Linked DNA regions of Sus scrofa: regions 2, 3 and 4 are each linked to region 1. A link is a contact called in public Hi-C, HiChIP or PLAC-seq and promoter capture Hi-C data. All regions are on one chromosome and are shown on one strand. Each heading gives the region's core, a stretch centred on a gene start, on an enhancer-like site or on the middle of the called end of the contact. The rest is flanking DNA. Distances are from core to core; before and after follow the strand shown. Region 1 holds the start of SPRY2 (protein sprouty homolog 2). Region 2 holds the start of RBM26 (RNA-binding protein 26). Region 3 holds the start of NDFIP2 (NEDD4 family-interacting protein 2). Region 4 overlaps NDFIP2 (NEDD4 family-interacting protein 2).

Evidence for each region. Promoter capture Hi-C pulls out the DNA fragments that hold promoters and counts their contacts. Hi-C and Micro-C count contacts between places; a contact is called where the count stands out from the background. HiChIP or PLAC-seq counts read pairs in DNA pulled down with a chosen protein or histone mark.
Region 2: a contact with region 1 is called in an H3K27ac HiChIP or PLAC-seq map of skeletal muscle, with 2.9 times the contacts expected there. The contact joins the promoter of RBM26 here to the promoter of SPRY2 in region 1. A contact is called at or near these places in 1 of 5 promoter capture datasets (liver), 2 of 47 Hi-C or Micro-C datasets (epiblast stem cells and fetal skeletal muscle) and 2 of 2 datasets of contacts at active chromatin or transcription factors (alveolar macrophages and skeletal muscle).
Region 3: a contact with region 1 is called in a promoter capture Hi-C map of liver, with 4 times the contacts expected there. The contact joins the promoter of NDFIP2 here to the promoter of SPRY2 in region 1. A contact is called at or near these places in 2 of 5 promoter capture datasets (fetal liver and liver), 1 of 47 Hi-C or Micro-C datasets (liver) and 1 of 2 datasets of contacts at active chromatin or transcription factors (alveolar macrophages).
Region 4: a Hi-C map of fetal skeletal muscle shows a contact between it and region 1, with 4 times the contacts expected there. The contact joins the enhancer-like site here to the promoter of SPRY2 in region 1. A contact is called at or near these places in 3 of 47 Hi-C or Micro-C datasets (fetal skeletal muscle, fibroblasts and retroperitoneal adipose tissue) and 1 of 2 datasets of contacts at active chromatin or transcription factors (alveolar macrophages).

Annotation. Positions count from the first base shown.
Region 1 is chr11:52,156,322-52,161,261 of Sscrofa11.1, reverse strand. It overlaps SPRY2 (protein sprouty homolog 2), which reads left to right and starts at 2,496. Exons shown (of 2, transcript XM_001927097.5): 1 at 2,496-3,001.
Region 2 is chr11:51,419,602-51,424,541 of Sscrofa11.1, reverse strand. It overlaps RBM26 (RNA-binding protein 26), which reads left to right and starts at 2,798. Exons shown (of 22, transcript XM_013980610.2): 1 at 2,798-4,572. The coding sequence starts at 4,502.
Region 3 is chr11:51,490,998-51,495,937 of Sscrofa11.1, reverse strand. It overlaps NDFIP2 (NEDD4 family-interacting protein 2), which reads right to left and starts at 1,957. Exons shown (of 8, transcript XM_001926577.5): 1 at 1,406-1,957. The coding sequence starts at 1,726.
Region 4 is chr11:51,550,405-51,555,344 of Sscrofa11.1, reverse strand. It overlaps NDFIP2 (NEDD4 family-interacting protein 2), which reads right to left. Exons shown (of 8, transcript XM_001926577.5): 6 at 3,752-3,818; 7 at 553-658. The coding sequence ends at 555. Among named protein-coding and RNA genes, the nearest start is that of NDFIP2, 59 kb to the right of the region's middle. Within about 2 kb of position 2,119, at least 2 of the 83 cell types and tissues checked have an H3K27ac peak or open chromatin away from gene starts, as enhancers often do. A contact at or near this core is called in fetal skeletal muscle, where this site is marked.

The sequences.
Region 1 (4,940 bases), core at 1,247-3,746:
CAATACAAATAGAAGGTGCTCTAGGCAGCCGGAAGCTCCTAATTTAAATTCCATTTTATGCTTTGATCCAGAAGAACGCATATTCGCAGAGTTCCTGCAGGGCTGGGAAAAGAGCATGGGCGCAAGGGCTCCTTACAAAGCAGCCATTGGGTGCAGGGGTGTGAGGAAGCCAAGAGAAGTTTTCTTTCACGTGTTCTGCCAGACTCAGGCAGCGTGTTCCCGCCAGCCTTGCACACCCTGGCTTTGGCCTCCAACTCCGTCCGCTCACTAAAAACTGGGGTTCCTCTGCCCCTGGGTGCCTCACCTCATATTCAAACGGAATGTGTCGAGGAGATGGTAAGGAAAGCCACCTGCCGTTGCACTTACATTATAAATGTCTTTTTATTCACTGGGAAACAGCCGGCCCTGGGTACATCTTGGAAAGCAACTCCGCCGGCCCTCGTCCAGTCCTGGGGAAGAAAGCAGCTCCAGCCCCGCGCCGGGCGGGCGCCCCCTGGTGGCCGGACGGGCTGGGAGCGCAGCGGCGCCTGCGCTCCTCCGAGGCTCGAAAGACTCCAGTGTTGGGAGAGCGGCCCGGGCTGGGGAGCCCGGGTCGGGTCGTCCAGTGTCTGCAGCCCCCTCGGGCGCCGCTGAGCAGGCGGATGTAGCCCTGTCCACCCTCGCCGGAGGGGTGGCGTGGGGCGGGGGGGGGGGGACGTAGGCCAGCGCCCGGAAATAACGCGTGCCACTTCCCTTGCCACCTCTGGTTCCAAACCCCGGTTGACGAGGGAGAGCGCTGGAGAAACATGGAGAAGGCAGGCCGAGAGCATAGCGCGGCCGGGAACGCGCCGGGACGTTCTAGAACGAGAGCCTGGGAGAAGGCAGCGAGTGCCAGGGTAGCTGTAAACGGATGTGGGATGGAGCCGGACCCGGGGAATCTAGCACCACGTTTTCCTAGCAGTGTTTCAAGAACTCTAACCCTCGCAGGTGCTCTTCGGGAGCTTTGACCGTACTTCCCTGTAAAGTAAAACCTTTCTGTAAATCATTAGAATCCAGTATTAGGAGTGGGTCGGGGAGGGAGGGGTGTTAACTCCCCACTGATGCTCCCACGTGCAACGTTTCTTAGTAAATGAACGGCAGTAGTAGGAGTGGGTCGAGGAGGGGGGGTGTTAACTCCCCACTGGTGCTCCCACGTGCAACCTTTCTTAGTAAATGAACGGCAGTCGGCACAGTGCTGATGTATGCATTTTCTCTCTTTGTATTATAATCTATTTTTTAAGTAGGAAAGTACAGACCACCTTCAAAAAGGACAATAGGATCTTCTTCGAGAAATGATCTACGTGACAAGGAGAGTTGGCAATGAAGGATGACTCTTCTTGGTTAAGTGGAGGAGGAAAGATGCAGTAAAACAGCGGGCCCCCCTCCCATTTCAGAAGCCAGCGATGTCGCCCTTAGTAATCGCGTCTGTGTGTATGACTGAATAAACTAATTGTAAAGAGGCCTAGATTGTAGCATTTCCTTCGGCTATAGCGTCAAACAAAACAGTAAGGAAGAGCTTCAAAAAAGCCTCCATCCGTAGCTCGCTCCCTCTTCAAAAATAAAGTCTAATGTTAAACGAAAAACTACAAATCGACGTAATCAAAAGCAAATCCCGGCAAGAGCAGAAGGTACTTGAAACACGAATCTGCATTCCGTTCCTCCCGTACGCGGCTCTGAGGTGGGGGAGGCGGTTTGTGCTGGTGCCTGGTGTATAATCGGGTTAATCCAGTAGACAAAGAATAAACCAATAGCCCTCCCACCTCACTTCCCTCTCCCCTTCCCCTCCCCCTTCTTCTCTCCCCGTCGCCCCCTCGAGGGGGAACAGAAAAGGGGAGAGGTGGGCTTGCAATGGATTCCGCATAAAGTCGCAAAACCTGCAACTTGCTGTTTTTAATGCTAACGCTGCCTGGCCCGGATTCGTTTTTAAGGTTCATTCCCTTTTCCTAGTGGCGGGGAGAAAGTTCCCCAAATCAGCGGGAGCCACGGCTCGTCCTCGTGGCCTCTGGGGAAACCTTAAGGTCAGTGTTTCCTTGAAACTAGATAAACTGACCCCGCCGTGCCCAGCCCGGCCCCGCGGGCACCCCGCGTGACGGCGCCGGGGCGGTAGGACCGGCCTGGGGACGCGCGGGGCGGCGTGGTTGCCCTTTTGAATGCCTCCAGCGGCTCGGAGCGCTGGCGGGCGCTGGAGTGTGAGTGAATGTAGCCCCGCGGAGCCAATGAGCTGGGACCGGATGCGATATATCCTCTGGGACAACAACTGCTCTGTTCCGCCTCGGATCCACATGACGCCATTTACTGCTGCCGCGGCCGCCGCAGAGCTCCCTGCCTCCTCCGGAAAGGCTAGGGCGCAGGCCAACAACGAGCCCCCCCGGTCAGGCCCCAGACCCTCCGCCTCCTCCTCCTCCTCCTTCTCCTCCGCCTCCTTCGCACCCACCACCCCGCCTCGGCCTCGCCGCCGCGCCTCCACAACGCCCAGTCTGCACTGCCGAGAGCTGCGCGCCGCAGCGCGAGCGGAGGAGAGGGGCCGGCGGAGCGCGCAGCGCCCAGGCCCCCGCGCCCGCCCGGCCCGGCCCGCCGCCCCGCGTCCCCGCGCCGCCTCCGCTCCGACGCGGACGCGGCTGCAGGACTTGACCATCTGGCTTTAGGTTCTCTGTAAGGCCTCTTTTCTCATTCGTTCATCTGCCAGGAAAAGACAAGCCGTTGGCGCTTCGGCCTCCAGTTCATTGAGAAAAAAAGAGGAAATACTCCGCGTGCGCTTCCAGAAGGGGGGTCGCCTCCAGCCCCGAACCCCGCAGTGTTCATCGGCTGGGGACTTGGCTCCGGATTTCCTCTCCTTTTCTTGTCCCGCCGGTTGCTCGGAAGTTGGACGGAAGCAGAGTTTGGAAGGAAAGGGGAAAAAGTTTGCATCGGGGCTGGATTTATTTGCACATCGCAGGAAGAAGAGAATCCAACGGAGAGGGGTTGGTGCAAAGCCGAGATCACGGTGAGGCGCGTTTGGCTGGCTCTTCCCCTCCTGGCGCCGTGGCCGGCGCATTGTGGGCAACATGGAGTAGGTGCAGCCGGACCAGGAGTGGGGTCTGTCTCTCCTCCGGCCTCCCTTTTTCTAACTCCACAGGTTCCCCGCAGGGATCCCCGGAGCTGCCCGCTGATCTGGCTCGCCTGGGGCTCGGCCTGCCCCGGCGGGGGCTGCAGTGCGCGGCTGGCACGGGGTCCCTGGACCCACCGCCCTAAGCGCCCGCGCCCTGGGGGGGTTGGGGTGGCCGACTGCTCGCCGGGAGTCGGCTCCGGGCGGTGCACTGGCCGCGAATTGGGCGCTGAGAGCGGGAGGGAGAGGGAAAGCACTTTGTGTTTTCCAGGTCGCTGTTGCAGGCGCCCGCATTTCTAACCTGTTCCTCTTCGGGGAAAGCGAGTCCTGGGAGAGGCTGTCTCAGGGCAGGGACGCCGGCGGGACCGAGGGCTCGCCTCACGGGGGCAGCGAGACCCCGCGGGTGAAAAAGGGACAGGGTGCCGGGTTGGGAGGGGGTTCTCTGCGCGGTGTGGACAGAGGCGAGCAGAGGGCGGGTGGGAGCGTCGCCCAGCGTGGCGCCGCGTCTCTGCGGTTCGGAAGTGCAGCTCTCTCTTTTTTCCGTTCGCCGTGGTCTGCCTGGGTCACGCTTTTTTTATTTTTGGAAGATTGGGCTGACCCAGCAGAGGAAGAAAGTCCTAAAACAGTCGCGAGCGTTTTCCATTCCCTGAAAAGAGGTATTAAAAGAGGCTAGCTATTTTTTTTCCCCTTTCCTTTGATGAGTTGATCAACTTTGTTGTTGCTGCTATTTTTTAATTTGGAATCTTGTGCGTTTTTACAAAGCGGTCACTGTGTCGGCTCGCCCCACCCTTGTGCTGAAGTCTTTTCTCCCTAATCCTAAATCTAATCACACACTGTTCTTAATGGGGGTTTCAAAGCTCTTTCAAAAGCGGGGGGCGGTGAGGGAGGCGGGGGTCTGTGAAGGAGGCCAGGGATCAGGAAAATCAGTTTGGTAAATATCCCCAAAGATGCTACTTTCCCCCTCAAACAAATCTGCGCGGAAAGTTTCCAGCCTAGGGATCTGGGTCTTGCATGCCCGGGGGTGGGGGGGTGCAGTGGGTTCCTGGAAAATGTCTTCTTTTTTAAAGCAATTTTTCTTTGACTCTAAGAAACATATTCATATGTGACTATGTGTGTATATTTTTAATACATGGGTATTTGCAGATTGCAGGCACTGCCCCTTCGGTCAGCGCAGGTAGAGTCGCCCGTGGTGCTAGGATTAGACCTCGGTATCCTGGCTGTGTGTCCAAGGCACGGCTTTCTACCTCGCAGTGCGGGTCTGGAAACCGGTGCCCGAAGGTCGAGGGCTTTGGAGGGAACGTCCTGCCATGGGCTGCGTGACCTCCGCCGGAGGGTGGAGCGGCTCCCACATAAAGCTGCCAGGCAGTTCTCTGGGGTGGGGGAGATTCTGGCAGCGGAGGAAAGGAGGGGGAAGCGTGCCCTAGCATTTCAGGGCACTCCCCTTCCGAGGCGCGGGGGGGTGGGGTGGGCAGCTTAGCCCCGGGGCTCCGAATGTGACCCACCTGCTGGGGACGGTGTTGGGGCGCAGATAGAGCCTGTAGCCGGAGTAAAAGCAAAGAGCAACGCTGTCTTGTCTGCCTTTCTGTTGGAACTGAGATCCAGTTGCCAGCTTTTTTTCCAAAGTGGAAGGTGTGTGTCACCTGCCTGTGTCTCTTTTTCTAAAAAGCAGACACTGGGTGAAAGTCCACTTTTGCAGACTTGGCAAAGAGGATGGTAGTTTTGAAATTTATAGAGGGAGGGTCATTTAAGGGGTTACTTGTCAGGATGATAGATCTGAGACGTGACATTTGAGTTTTTAGAACACTTCTTGTTATCACCAATCGGTTTATGTTCTCAC
Region 2 (4,940 bases), core at 1,549-4,048, 740 kb after region 1:
AGAGATCGAAACCAGAGCCAGACACAAATGGAAATATGAGTATATGATAAAGGTCGCATCAAAAATTAATGGGGGAAGGAATAGACTATTGAGTAGAACTATAGAGAAAAACTGGCTTGCTGTTTGGAGAAAAAATAGGCTAGATTCCCACCTCATACCAGATAAAGGACTGTATTCCAGAGAGAACAAAGACCTAAATGTGATTCCTCTACAGAAAGTAATGACTATAAAAAAAACAGGAAAAAAAAAAAAAAGAATATCTTTGTGATGCTGAAATACAGGCTGAGTTTTTAATCAAGACCCTCCAAAAGCACCACTTAGAGTAATAAGACTGTCGCCTTCAACTAGGAGAGAGAACTGGAAGAATCTAAGCGGGAGTTAAGTGCCTTCTAGAGAATATTCCTAGGATCAGGGTAGCTGGGTAAACCATAAAGAAATGTAGGTCTATTGGGAGACATATCATTGTGACTTGCCCATCGAAAATATTTTCCCTGCCTCTACTTCTTTGGTTTTAAAATGATGTACATATCCTTCAACAAACATTTTTGAGTTCCAGGAAATACAAAGAGGAATAAGCTTGAGTCTCAGTCCTTAAAAACCTCATAATATAGTTAGGGAGAGAGATGAAAATACTAAGTAAGATGTTTTAACTCCTATTCTACAGGTAAGAACCAAGAGGCAACTGCCTTTGCCCAGGGCAGCTGGTATTTGAGCAATCAGAAAGTCATTCTGGGCAAAAGGAACAGCACTAACAAAGTCATAGGGCTCTGAAAGAGCATGGTTTGTTGCAAAATGTTAAGCAGGTAACCTAATACTGGCCATTCTGAAATGTTACTGAACAGAGAAAGTAGTCTCTAGTTTTTTTTTTTTTTTTTTTTTTTTTTTTTGTTGTTGTTGTTGTTTTTGTCTTTTTTCAGCCGCACTGCTTATCACACTAAGCATCACCTTTGAAGACAAAGTCAAAGAATATGAAGCACTGAAGCGATGAGGGATAAACATTAACAACTAAGAAAGAAAAGGATGCTAGGAAGCACTGATGACTAGTCGTGGAGTGATAACAAGCACAGTAACTTAGGATTTAGAGGAGGAAGAGATTGCTATCAGCTGCATAGTTCAGGAAAGATTTTAAGAAAGTGGTAGGGCTTCATTTGATCTTACAAAAACTTGAGAATTGAAAACTGACTGTATAATCCAGGACTGTGCATGGAGCTGGAGATTTAAAACCAGGTCTATCAACTAATGAACAGATAAGCAGATAATTGGAAAAATAAAGCAACAAGTGTTATAATAGATGCATGCACAGACTGATGTGATAAAACCTCAGGAGGACTCTTGCTTTAGAGCAGGGAGGTTAAGGATGGACTTCTAAAGGTGATGCTACCTGCACTGAATTTTTTTTTTTTTTTTTGTCTTTGGTCTTTTTGTTGTTGTTGTTGTTGTTGCTATTTCTTGGGCGCTCCCGCGGCATATGGAGCTTCCCAGGCTAGGGGTCGAATCGGAGCTGTAGCCACCGGCCTACGCCAGAGCCACAGCAACGCGGGATCCGAGCCGCGTCTGCAACCTACACCACAGCTCACGGCAACGCCGGATCGTTAACCCACTGAGCAAGGCCAGGGATCGAACCCGCAACCTCATGGTTCCTAGTCGGATTCGTTAACCACTGCGCCACGACGGGAACTCCCCTGCACTGAATTTTGATGGATGAGTAGGGTTTCATCAAGTGCAAGGGAGGGAAACATTTTGCAATGGCTCACTTTAGTGAGAGAACACATCTTTTTCAAAGGACATGAAATAGTTCAGGATGGCTGAAGCAAAGGCTGAAAGGCAGTGAAAGAAGGTTCTAAGGCAAATAGGAAGGGTTTGATTATAAACAGGCATTTTATAGGTGTTAAAGAATTTAGATGTTTATTCTGAAGCCAATGTGGAAGTTAAAGATTTTAAACACGGAGGTGACATGATCATGAGATCCAAGTTTTACAATGATTGTTATTAAAGGCAATGATGATAAAGGCAATTGAAGATGAGCTGATATGGGGGCAGCTAAAAGGTAGAGAAACTGAAAGGCTGTTACTATCTTTGGGGTGGGGAAGGTGGCTTCAAAAGTAGCAGTGGTACTGAGAGAAAAGGATAGGCAAGGCTTGAGTAGTTAAAGAAGTGGAAGTATTCCCTATGGAAATGATGTGAATAAATGGGGTGTTGAGAGCCAATCAGTTTATAGGGAGTATATAGCATTTGATACAAGAGCAATGACTAGCTTGAGTGGAGAGCCAGACCTAACCAATAGTTGGTGATGAGGCTGAAAACACTGATGGAGTCAGCCTGTGGCGAGGCTATTAAACAGGGTAAACAATTAGGATTTTACATTTTCCCCAGCAATATTAAATTTATAAATCATTTTTTATTGTGGCAAAATACAAAAAAAAGAACCACTTTATCCATTTAAAGTGTACAGTACACAACACTCACATTGTTGCACAACCATTAACACTGCCTACCTCTAGAACTTTTTCATCTTCCTAAAGTGGGATTCTTGGAGCTCCATCGTGGCTCAGTGATTAGTGAATCCGACTAGGAACCATGAGGTTGCCGGTTCGATCTCTGGCCTTGCTCAGTGGGTTAAGGATCTGGCGTTGCTGTGAGCTGTGGTGTAGGCTGCAGACGCGGCCCAGAACCCGCGTTGCTGTGGCTCAGGGGTAGGCAGGTGGCTACAGCTCTGATTCGACCCCTAGCCTGGGAACCTCCATATGCCACAGGAGCGGCCCAAGAAATGGCAAAAAGACAAAACAAACAAACTAAACTGGGATTCTTTACTCATTAAAAAATACCTCCTCATTCTGCCCTACGCTCTTGACCATGGCAACTAACATTCTATTTTTCTTTCTCTAGTGGTAGGGCAACTCTAGGTAACTCACGTAAGTAGAAACACAGACTAGTTGCCTTTCTGTGTCCAGCTTATTTCATTTAGCTAAATCACTTTAATAAACACCCTGGTTATTCAGTAGCTGTTTTCTAATTTGCATACTACTTTATATGCTATATTTTATAACAAATGTCCAGCTTTTCTTATTTGACCAAATCTTTTCCACTTAAGGACACGTCACTCTAGCAAATTGTAAACTCAGAGATCTTAATGACAATTTAGTCTACCACTATGCTTGCCATAAGGAGCTTTTTATTGGTCTGCTTACTTTTAAGTGTCTTTATAATGTGAATTATTTTCATTTCATTATAGTTTATGGGCGCTAGACCTTTTGCAAAATTCTACCTAGTACCTTAATGGTACTAGGCAGTTAATAACAGCAAACAGAACAACTGAGGCAGGAATTAAACTTATTTGGCCAGCCAGGAGAAAGGAAGTTAATGGATTTAGGATGCTGATATGAAGGCTCTCTCTTGATACTACGTACTTTCCCTATCGATAGAGCTGAATTGACTTTAAATTGGAGAGAACTGAAAACATAGACACTTCTCTTATTTCTAGCTGGGGAAAAGTCTGAAAGTTTCAGATGGTTGGAAACTACTTGAGAAACTGTCAAGGGCTAGGGGAATCCCTGGATCATTAGTGCTCTGCCCATAAGTAGAGCAATTCTGGACAAGACACTAATCCTCTGAAGATCTCAGTGCGTTAGATTAGACCAGCTCGTTCTTCCCAATCTTGTCCACATCACAGCGCAGCACACCTGTAACCCCCCGGTGGTCGCCGTCCCGGCATATCCTTGTGGACGCTCTCAAGGGAGCCCTCCCATCCACACGTTCCTTCCAGCTGACGAGCCAGGCAGTCTGTTACTGAGGACAAGCTGGGGTTCCCGCTGCTTCTGACGTCAGCAGCCTTTCCTTCCTTGTAAAAACAAAACAAAACAAAACAAAACTCCAAAGTCTTTTTTCCTTAAGAGGAGCAAGGAATGAAAACCCTCAAGCCACGCAATTACGCAAAACTCGAACTACCGCACTTGCCCAGCACGCTCTCTGCGAATCTTACGTCTCTTCCCAGCAGGCTCCGGGAACCACCGCGAGACTTCATTAGTTCTCGCGAGACTTATCGGCAGCCATCTTCTTGGGGGTGCTGGGAGCCGGGAAGACCCCCCGAATCGTTCCCATTCAGCTGCCCTTCGTCTTCGTTTTCTTCACTTTTGCCTCTTCTGCATTGCCAGCAACACCCGGCCCCAAGGCTTGAGAGAACGCCCGGGTCTAGGCGCGTGTCGCGCTCTGGTCCAGGAAGATTCGCAGGGGTGGAGGGAAGGGGGAGGGCCCGGGCAAACCGTTGCTGCCTCAGCCGGGGCCAGGGTCCGGGGAGGGGGAGTTCCTGACACCCCGTGGACTCGCGGCCTGCGGCGGTCCCCGCGGAACTGTTCGCTGATCAGGGCTCGCGGGAACCTGCCACGGCGCCTCCCACCGCGGCCCACGCGGGCGGCGCGCGGAGGAGGGGGCGGGGGCAGCGGCGGCTGTAGCGGCCGCGACCTGGGCGGGCGGAGGAGTGTGACGGGCCTCGGGGCCGCTGTGGATGGTTTCTAAAATGATCATTGAAAACTTCGAGGCACTCAAGTCCTGGCTCAGCAAGACTCTCGAGCCCATGTGAGTACCCGAGGGCTGTTTCCTTGCAGGGATAGAAGTGGGAGATAGCTGAGCACACAGATCTGTGCAGTTTTCCAAGTGCCTACCGTGGAGGCCGAAGCGGTGAACGAAGGTCCCAGGGCTCTGTGTTTTCTCCTCCCCTTAACCCTCGTGCCCAGGTTCCTGGAGCTTGAGTTGACCTTTACCTTATCACTGAGTTGGTCCTTGAACCGACCGACTTCTCTTCCTCTTGTTTTCCCGTTATTTTTAAACCGACCCCAGTCTAACACACAATTCGTATTTGCCAGGGACCCCCAAATCGGTTTCCTTTAGTGAATCCTAGCATAATCTCTTGTCCACAGGCTGTTTTACTTTGTTTCTTTAAATGA
Region 3 (4,940 bases), core at 708-3,207, 660 kb after region 1:
TTACCTATTGTATTTTATTTTTGCTAACATCTGCAAAAAAAAAAAAAACACCAAAAGCAAATACACTAACAACTTGAAAATTGAAAAATGCCTTTCCAGATTGGCAGCAATATTTTAACCGTTCTGAAAATACTGATAAGTTTTCACAGAATTCAGAATATACATCATTTGAAGGTTTGTAAACCAGATGAAATGGAAGCATCACGAGCTTTTATCTTAGGAAAAAATGCTAAATTACATACATTGGGATTTCATCTTTCCGTAGCCTTCATCTTTGTCAAAATGCACTTATTAATAGAAATTCTTAATTCACAAGTCTCACCCTACACAAATAGATTCAAAATGTGAAATCTGCACCAACCTACCCACATTTGTAAATTTCACAAATAGTTCTATTAACTGCACCATCAGTGCTCCATACCAACGTTTTTCTCCTCTCCCTCAGTAAATAGGTTTAATTAACACCTCAAAGTTTACAGTAATATGCTACCTAGCTGCAAGGAAATGATCAACTATTGCTGAGTTCATTTTTTAAATAAGGCTTACAGTAGGAATCTCCAATGACACCACCAGAATATTAGAGAAAAAAATACATTAGAAAAACTGACATGGAAAAATATAGAGGGACACTTTTCACTCATTTCGACATACAAAGATTTATATGGTCAAACTGGAAAACCTGATATTTAAGGAAAATAACTTTTCAAACAAGACCAGCATTTTTTTTCCTAGTAAAATTTCATTGCCTCTCCTGCTAATTTAAAAAAAAAAAAAAGTGATAAGAGAAAAATAGTCACCCTTAATTCTAATAAAACAGAAAAGGACAAAACCACAACGTTAACTAGAGCTGAGAAACAAGATCAGACCCACGACTATTCTTCACAGTTCGCACAACTTTTAAACCCAAGTTTTCGACCAAATTCACATCCCACCCGACGTAGGGCTTACATCTCCCTCCTCCCCTCCGCCCCCATCTATGACGGCGATCACCTCCCCAGCAGGTATGTGAACTCAACACCATTCCCAGTATACAATCCACTGGAATATCTCTGAAGTGACTGGGTCAGGGCATAATGAAATGATCGAGAAAGTGGGAAATAAAACAGACCTAAGTTTCAAAGGAAGGGTTGGGGGTGTCTTAGCAGCGGGTTATAGGGCGCGAGTGAAGGATGGGGAGCTCAAAGGAGACTTGAGTCGAGACAGAAGGGTCTCAAAGGAGCCACAGGCAGGCTCCATCCAGGAGGTGTGAAAGAAGCAGGGTCCTGCCAGAAGAGCCAAACATAAACTAGCGAGCACTTCCCCTTCGGGAATACCTCGAGGAAAGGGACTCTGGGGGCCACGGCGGGGGTGCGATGCCCGGGGTCCCCGGCGGCGCAGGAGGCCGGGGCTGGGGCCAGGAACTCACCACCTGGTAGCGACCAGTCCCAGGCTGGTGATGATCCATCCTGCCCGGCTCGGGATCCGGCTTCCGAGCGGGCGAGTCCCCTCGGCGCTCAGCACTCTCGGTCACCCGGGTCGACGACGTCGTCGCCGCAGCGACTCTTCCGCCTCTGTTTCTGCCGCCGAGGCCGCCCGGCCCGGCCGCCTCACTTCCCGTCGCTGCCGCAGAAGCCGCGGAAGCCTCCGAGTCGGCCGCAGCTCCGGGGAGAAGCTCCGGGGCGCCGCGCGCGCTACTGGGCATGCTCGGGATGGTCGCGCATGCTCGCTGGGGCCTCCGGCGTCCCATCCGCGTCGCGAATGGGGGGGTTTGACTAGGTGGGAGGAGAGGGAAAAGTCAGGCAAGTTCGGGGGAGCAATCTAGGCTGTCAGCCTGTCGGGAGTGGGCGGTGGCAAAAGGAGAGGGAAAAAAAAAAATCACCGTCCTTGATTGGTCTTCTCTATTGGACGAGTTTCACGCAGGCACAATCACACCGCACAGACACATATCAACAGAGGGGACGCCTTCCTAAAACACCTGAGGACAGGTCACCCTGTTACCCAGCACTTCCTCATATTACTTACCCAGCCTCGGACATTCCTAAAATGCTTATTCAAAATGATGAGTGAGATAAGGGATATCTTTAAAGTTGTTTTGTTTGTCCCCTTCCTGGTAATAAGAGATTTAAGAATCCAACGGGAACTCTTCAGCCATACACTCCTATTTCTCGCCAAGGAAAGAGGCCTCTAGAGCACTAGGTTACTGGAAGGGTACAAGAAAATAATGAAATGATGTAGGACTATTTTGTGGTCGTATTCTCGTCAATAATTCCGAAGGGTTTAACAGTAAGGAATCACTTTGTGTGCAGCATTGTAAGACAATCTCAGTATCTGGTTAATTACACATGACCTACTATGTGTAAGTATCTGCCACAGGGCACAAAACATGTTTCTCTAGCAAGTACAAGTATGATGGGGCAGCATAAAACACGCTTTAACACAAGGACCTACTTTCTAGATACTCTGATAACCAAGATCCCACATGACCTGGCTCAGCTTTTTTACTTGACTTCACTCCTGAATCACCAGAGGAGATTACTTAAGAAGACTACTGCATAGCCCTGATCACCTAGTTAAAATAACAAAAATACAGTAAAGAGAGAAACTCATCGAGAGATCGATCGATCACCAACTGGAAAGTGTAAGCCTTTCTGATGGTGTTTTTCAAAGCATTGATCAGGTTCCTCATATTTTTGCCATCTTGCTTCATCCAGTGGTAGAAAGTTTTAATAGGCTAATAAGGGAGTTCCCACAGTGACTCAGCAGAAACAAATCTGACTAGCATCTATGAGGACGCAGGTTCAATCCCTGTCCTCGCTCAGTGGGTTAAAGATCCCTCATTGTCGCTAGCTGTGTTATAGGTGGCAGACACGACTCGGATCTGGTGTTGCTGTGACTGTGGCTGTGGCCAGCGACTATAGCTCCTATTCAACCCCTAGGCTGGGAAGCTTCATATGCTGTGGGTGTGGCCCTAAAAAAGACCAAAAAAAAAAAAAAAAAAGCTAACAAAAATGAAACAATGATATGTCACAAAGTTTTTAAGTTTTCTTTTGATCTAATGATGTATTTTAGATTCTAAGAAAATAACATGACATTTTATTGTGTTATTGTACAAGAGCTCACCTTCACAGTTTCACACCAAATGCTATCACCTTTCAATGATCAAAACAACCACCAGTGTCAGCAAAATGAAATTAGATCCCTACATCACTTGTGATCTATACTGTTCATTTAGAACTTAAAATTTTATATGCAGTTGTACTTTCATTAATCATTCATATGTCCATTTGATTTTCAAATAGACTGCAGCTCAGGACAGAGGCCATTTTTTTACACCTAACACACCCAGAAGAGTAATGAGCAAACCAAAGGCCTGACCAAAAGTAGACATCCTGACTCTTGTTAGAGTAACGAATTATTTCAATTTTAGTCTCCTCTCAAGTTTGTGAATGTTTTGCCAATCTAAAGAGCAGGTGACAAAATTCAACAGGAAAAGTTAAAAAAACCCTTTCCATGAGGACGAAGATTCAATCCCTGACCTCACTCAGTGGGTTAAAGATCCCTCATTGTCGCTAGGTGTGGTATAGATTGCAGAAATGGCTTGGATCTGGTGTTGCTATGGCTATGGTGTAGGCCAGTGGCTACAGCTCCAATTAGACCCCTAGCTTGGGAATTTCCATATGCCACAAATGTGGCCGTAAAAAGACAAAAAAAAAAAAAAAAAAGGAGCAAGCAAATGAATAGGCACTTCATGAAAAAGAAAAAAATAATGTACAATAACCATACGAAAATATATTCGAATTCAGTAGAAATAAAAGGAAAGCAAAATGACTGAGATACAATTTTACTTCCACCAGACTAGCAAAAACTAGTCTCTCAATACGAAATATTTGCAGGGATGAAAAAATCAGAACTCATTCACCGTTGACAGTGAGATGATATTGGTACAACTGTTCTGAACAACAAGCTGACAGTACTGAAATAAAATCAAAGATCCACACAAAAAAGAAAAGACCTTCCTCATTATCCCCCTAAACAGCCCATTCTGAGCTCCTTTTGCCCATTTCACAACTGAGCCACTATGACCTATAATGGACTGTCACAAGCAGAGGCCCTGAATTGTCCCACTAGGAGTGACTTATTTGGGATGAAATGGGGGTAATGATATTCTTATCATTTTAGAGGACTTAAGCAACATTTGCTATTTTCAACCTTTAATCTCTTTCAGTGGCAACAAGTCTAGTGTAACTGGTGGCCATATACTACTATAAATACAGGTGGAATCTTAGAATTACAGCACCTCTTGTTCTGGCCTAATCAATATCCATCTCCAAGTACACAGCCACCAAAAATTTTACAAATGCCACACTGCAGGACTGAGGCAGATACAGAGATAAGATGTCTGCGTTCCTTGTCAAGAAAGCACACCTTGCCTAGCTGCCATCCAGCTGTGAGTTTTGTTGGGGTTTCCTTCAGCTTTCAACCTTGAGGTCCTGCTGTTTTCAGGGTAGAAACCTGTTACTGACAAACAAGGCAGTGGTACAGGTCTGACCACTTTTGCCTGACATTGGACCCCTTTAAGGGGCAATCACTACTTTAGAGCTGAAACTAGCAGAGATTTTGTCAGCGCTGCAGTGCTATGACAAGACAACTCTTCCTGCCCAATCCTGTTTCTTTCACAGGTGTGAACTCCCCAATAAATCTTCTGCACTCATAACTTCCTATCAGCTTCTGCTTCCTCAAGAACCCAACCTAGACAAGCACCAGGATTGCCGACTGAAAGAAAAACGCACAACATAAAAGTTGTGGGTCAAGTTTTACTCGAGGAACTTTCCCATCAGCCTCTCCAATAGCTCTGAGGGATTGCCAGGGTATCTATGAACTTTTTTTTTTTTTTTTTTTTTTGCTGGGAAAACATGGAGTCCAGTAGTAAAAGACTACTGCTAATCACAAAGAACAGACAT
Region 4 (4,940 bases), core at 870-3,369, 610 kb after region 1:
AGCTTTAAAAAGAAGTTTGAAAGTCTGATTTGAAGTTGTAGTTTACTCAGAGTATGTATATAGTCTTTTTCTTTCTTCTTTTTTTTTTTTTTTTTTTTTTTTTAGGGCTGCACCTACAACATCTGGAGCTTCCCAGGCTGGGGATGGAAGCAGAGCTGTAGTCGCCGGCCTATGCCACAGCCACAGACATGCCAGATCCAAGCCATGTCTGCAACCTACACCACAGCTCAGGGTAACACCAGATCCTTAACCCACTGAGTGAGGCCAGGGATTGAACCCACGTCCTCATGGATACTAGTCGGGTACGTTAACCACTGAGCCACGACGGGAACTTCTCAGAATATAATTTTAAAAATTAAAATGTCTGAAATTCAATTTTAAAAAATTAAGTTACCTTAAAAGTTTATAACTTCTTAAATTGCAATTGGAACTGTTAACAGTACAAAAATAAATATGCTAAATTTGAGCAGACAACATGGGTACACATTAAGCATTTAACATGCATCTGATGAATGAATACAAGGGGAATAAAGAGTTATTAATATTTCTTACCTCTATAATAAGAAGAAATATCTTGTTCTATGAGCAGCTGCCATACTTTCAGACATGTTTCTGACTTTCAGGTAATTAACAAATCCTCTGAAGAAAAGAAGCAGGCCTGAGAAGGTTGAAATAATAAAGACACATTACATTCTTAGAAAGAGGGCATGATAAATTTAAAAGACAATTATAAAAGAGATCCTCTTGGCCTAAGGAATTTAATCTGTAGAATTTCATTCATTCCATAATATATTTTACACTATAGTGATAACTCTTTTGTAAGGAAATATAATAAAATTTTATTGCCACTCCCAAATTATTTCAATTTGTTAAGCTTAGATTATCAAAAGTGAAGCAAATCCAGCCATGAAAATCCAAAATTACACAAAAATATACTTATTTAATTATTTCTTCAAATAGCAAAGCTACTTAGTGCATTTTAACTGATTCAACCCACAGAAATCCCATTTTTACACTAAACTTTTAAACTAATATAACTACTAAGCAGACTATGACATATTTACTAATAGGAAGTACTTAAAAGAGACCACATGTATGTAATTGCTAACAATTGTGGTATAAAACCAATAATAAGCCTGTTGAGAAGATCAAGTACCTGTCATGTGCGAAATCTGTGTTTAGATTATGTAAATATGTGCATGATATAAATGATTTTAATTTCTAGTTCCTGTTTTCAAGTAACAATAAAAGACTAATTTATAATAAAAATTAGGATAAGAAAAATCAGGAAAGAAGACTTGACAAGCAGCCTCTCTAGTGGTTTCTTAAATGACTTGAGATGGATCTTCTATCTATCTATCTCAGGTTCTCCTCTGCAAAATAGTATTTTTAAATGGCAACCATTTAAATCACAGGTATTAGCTAAGCATAAAAAGCATTACCATTCTTAGTAGAGTTAAGTCTTTAATATGCTTAAGCATACAATTCTAGGGACATATTTATTAACTCCAGTAAATTTTTAACCAGGTAATGGTGGTGGGGGTGGGGGAGCAGCGATGGGAGCAGAAAATATGTATACCACCAGGAGGAAGAATCTGTCAATTTGAAATGCAAAGTCTCAAACAAATTGGTACCCTAGGTCTAAGACAGTAATTGAAGCACTAAAATAAGAAGCATGGTTATAATAAATTAGAGAGGAAAGATAGATGAGACATACAAATAAGGACTTAAACAAGGAGTATGGATTTCAGCTAAATCCTGACCATCTGTTTCTCATATCCCAACTCTTTCCATTTGTGACTCCCATTCTGAATGCTGCCCTCATGCCCTTCCAGATGCTGTTCACAGTTAATGATATTGTGATCCAAACGTACAAGTATTATTGAAAAATGTAAACCCCAATTATTTGTGAAATCCTTTCTTTTGTCAATGAAGCTGCTGTTTTGAAGACATATTTTGTTCTGCTCAGGCATTTTTTAAAATAAGCCAATTTATATCTAGAAACCAGTCACTCTGTAGCTATACTGTTTCTTGGCACTTTATGAAGTGCACAGCATTCTTCTGAGTTTATGAGAAAGCACCATTTTCACCGTGGATTAAATTTTCACACTCTCCTAAGTGCTAGTATGGACGTGGGGCCATCCTCTGCATTGTACTCTATGCTACTCTGTCCCACTGTTATCCTCCTAAGAGTCCTCAATCCCCTAATAATATTTAGAAGCAAATATGTCATTCGATACACTTAAATACCTAATGGACTTTATACATGTTTTCACTTTTAAGTAAGTAACTCAATAACGAGCACAGAATCAATCAGAAAACAATGAACGATATTAAAAACTTGCTAAACTTTTGTACAAGATGGACTCTCAATAAAACCACAACATTAGAATAATTTCACTACAATCATTAGAGAAATCTAGGATCTTTAGTAACCTTAACAACCACCAAAATTTTGCTTCCCAAAAGATCCTAAAGATGCAACGCCAGGACTAAATAAAAACTCAGGGAGAACACTGCCACCTACTGAAATACTATTTTCTGGTAGAACTATGTTACTAGAGAAACATGGGCTCTTAAACCTAAATACAAACAAAATACATTCTTCATGTCAAATACATACGTTTGAAATGTGGATTAAAGGTATAAGGTAATTTTAAGATTAACTTAACAATCATATATCTACAGCGGAAAACAAGGGAACAAAAACTGGAAATCCACAAAATTCATCAATATTAATAAAAGACATTCTTTGTAAGAAGAAAACTCAACAGAAGTACTGTGATCATTAGGCATGAAGTTTTTCCTTATGTCTGGCTGATTAATGATTAATGCAGGGTTCATTTCAAAAAAATGTAAAGAATGTTTCGATGATCCAAAAATAAAAGAATGGATAGAATATGCAACTCTCAACATTTCCTATGGTCATTAAAAGAAAATTATCTATGTATATTTTCCAAAATAAATGCTGAAGTCAATTTTCTTTTTTTTTGCTTTTTAGGGCCACATTTGCAGCATATGGGGGCTCCCAGGCTAATCAGAGCTACAGCTGCCGGCCCACACCACAGCAACAGCAATGCCAGATCTTTCACCCACTGAGCAAGGCCAGGGATCGAATCCGCAACACCTCATGGTTCCTAGTTGGATTCAGTTCTGCTGCACCATGACAGGGAACTCCTGAAGTCAACTTTTTTTTTTTTTTTTTTTTTTTTTTTGTCTTTTTGCTATTTCTTTGGGCCGCTCCGGCGGCAAATGGAGGTTCCCAGGCTAGGGGTCGAATCGGGAACCGGCCTACGCCAGAGCCACAGCAACGCAGGATCCGAGCCGCGTCTGCAACCTACACCACAGCTCACGGCAACGCCGGATCATTAACCCACTGAGCAAGGGTAGGGACCGAACCCGCAACCTCATGGTTCCTAGTCGGATTCGTTAACCACTGAGCCACCACGGGAACTCCCCTCAGCTATTTTTTAAATTGTCTTAGGATTTTCAAGTTTTGTAGTATTATCATTCAACCACTGAGTCTTTTAAATTGATAGGCTCTGAATTTTAAGTTGGAAACCCGGAGTGTTATATAAAATCATCTGAATAGCTGAGATGATATGAGTGTTTGGACATGAGCATTTTGTAGTAGAAAAACTATTTCTCACAAATAACAACACAGTGTATTTACATTTCATAATTTTAGGAAATATCAAAACTGAACTAGATGCAAATTATTCATACTGAAATACATTAAGAATAAACTTACCAAGTACAAGAAATATCCACCAAAGCCAATATTGTCCATTGAAATATCCAGTAAAATAATCAGAAAACTATGGAGTGAACATAAATATATTAAATGTATTTATGTACCTAAATTTGAAAATCATAGAATTAGCCTCAGTTTCAGAAGGATTTATCTCAATCTTTAGCACTTAAAATGGCACAGAGAAAAAACAGAAAAGAAAAATACTTAATGACATACATATATAACTACTTGAGAAAAAACACAATAGCATCAAACATAAAATATCTTGGAAACAAAAATCAGTTTCAAATGACTTGTTAAGGAAGAAAGATAAGTGCTATGTATCTAAATCCAACATTTTCTCATTAAAGAGTTCACATGTCAGTTCTTTTTTCATAATCTCTCAAAGCCACAACCACCATCCCAAACACACTACAGCAACCCGCTGCTTTAGATATTAACACCAAAAGCCACATTAGTTTAATCTTATCAGATGGGGATGTTCTGCTGACCTCTAAAAAGAAGAGCTTTTGACCTTCTGTACACCCCCTACTGTTAATCACTGCCAAGAATACCAAGCACATAAAGACCCTCAACTCATTAGAGTCTTTTTATTTTCAAACTAGATGCTCCAGCATTCAGTTCCCAACAGTGAGCTGAGAACAGCTAAATGAACCTTGAAGTGGCATTTCAACAGTTCCTATTAGCGGCAGTGGTAGACAGTTTATAGTCTCAGTGAAATGAGACTATAAACAGGCAGATGGAAGGCAGGGTTTGGTGATACTGGACATAGGTATCTTTTCCTTGATTAGACTCTGGACATGATGATTTTTGTTTTCAAGTTTTCTTTTTAAATCAGTCTAATCTTCTTGTTTGTTCCATCTACTTTGTTTCCACTGGTCTCTAAAGTGAATCTGATTTAAATAAGAATGAGTTTGTTAAATTGCAGATTTGTCCTCAGATGTTATCTATCTCCAACTTCAAAGGTAATTATTTGCAACTATTCATTGGTAATTGCCATAAAAACTTTAAAATCTTATAGGTTTGATAATAACAAAAATGCTTACAAATCATAAGTAATGTCACTAGTAAGGAAGCATATCCACTAAAGGTTATCTAAATCTGTTTTTTAAAGCCCTTAAAATATTTTCACAGGAAGTATTTGCAATACATGAACCATGATTTAAGTTCTCAGAGTTTCAGAAAT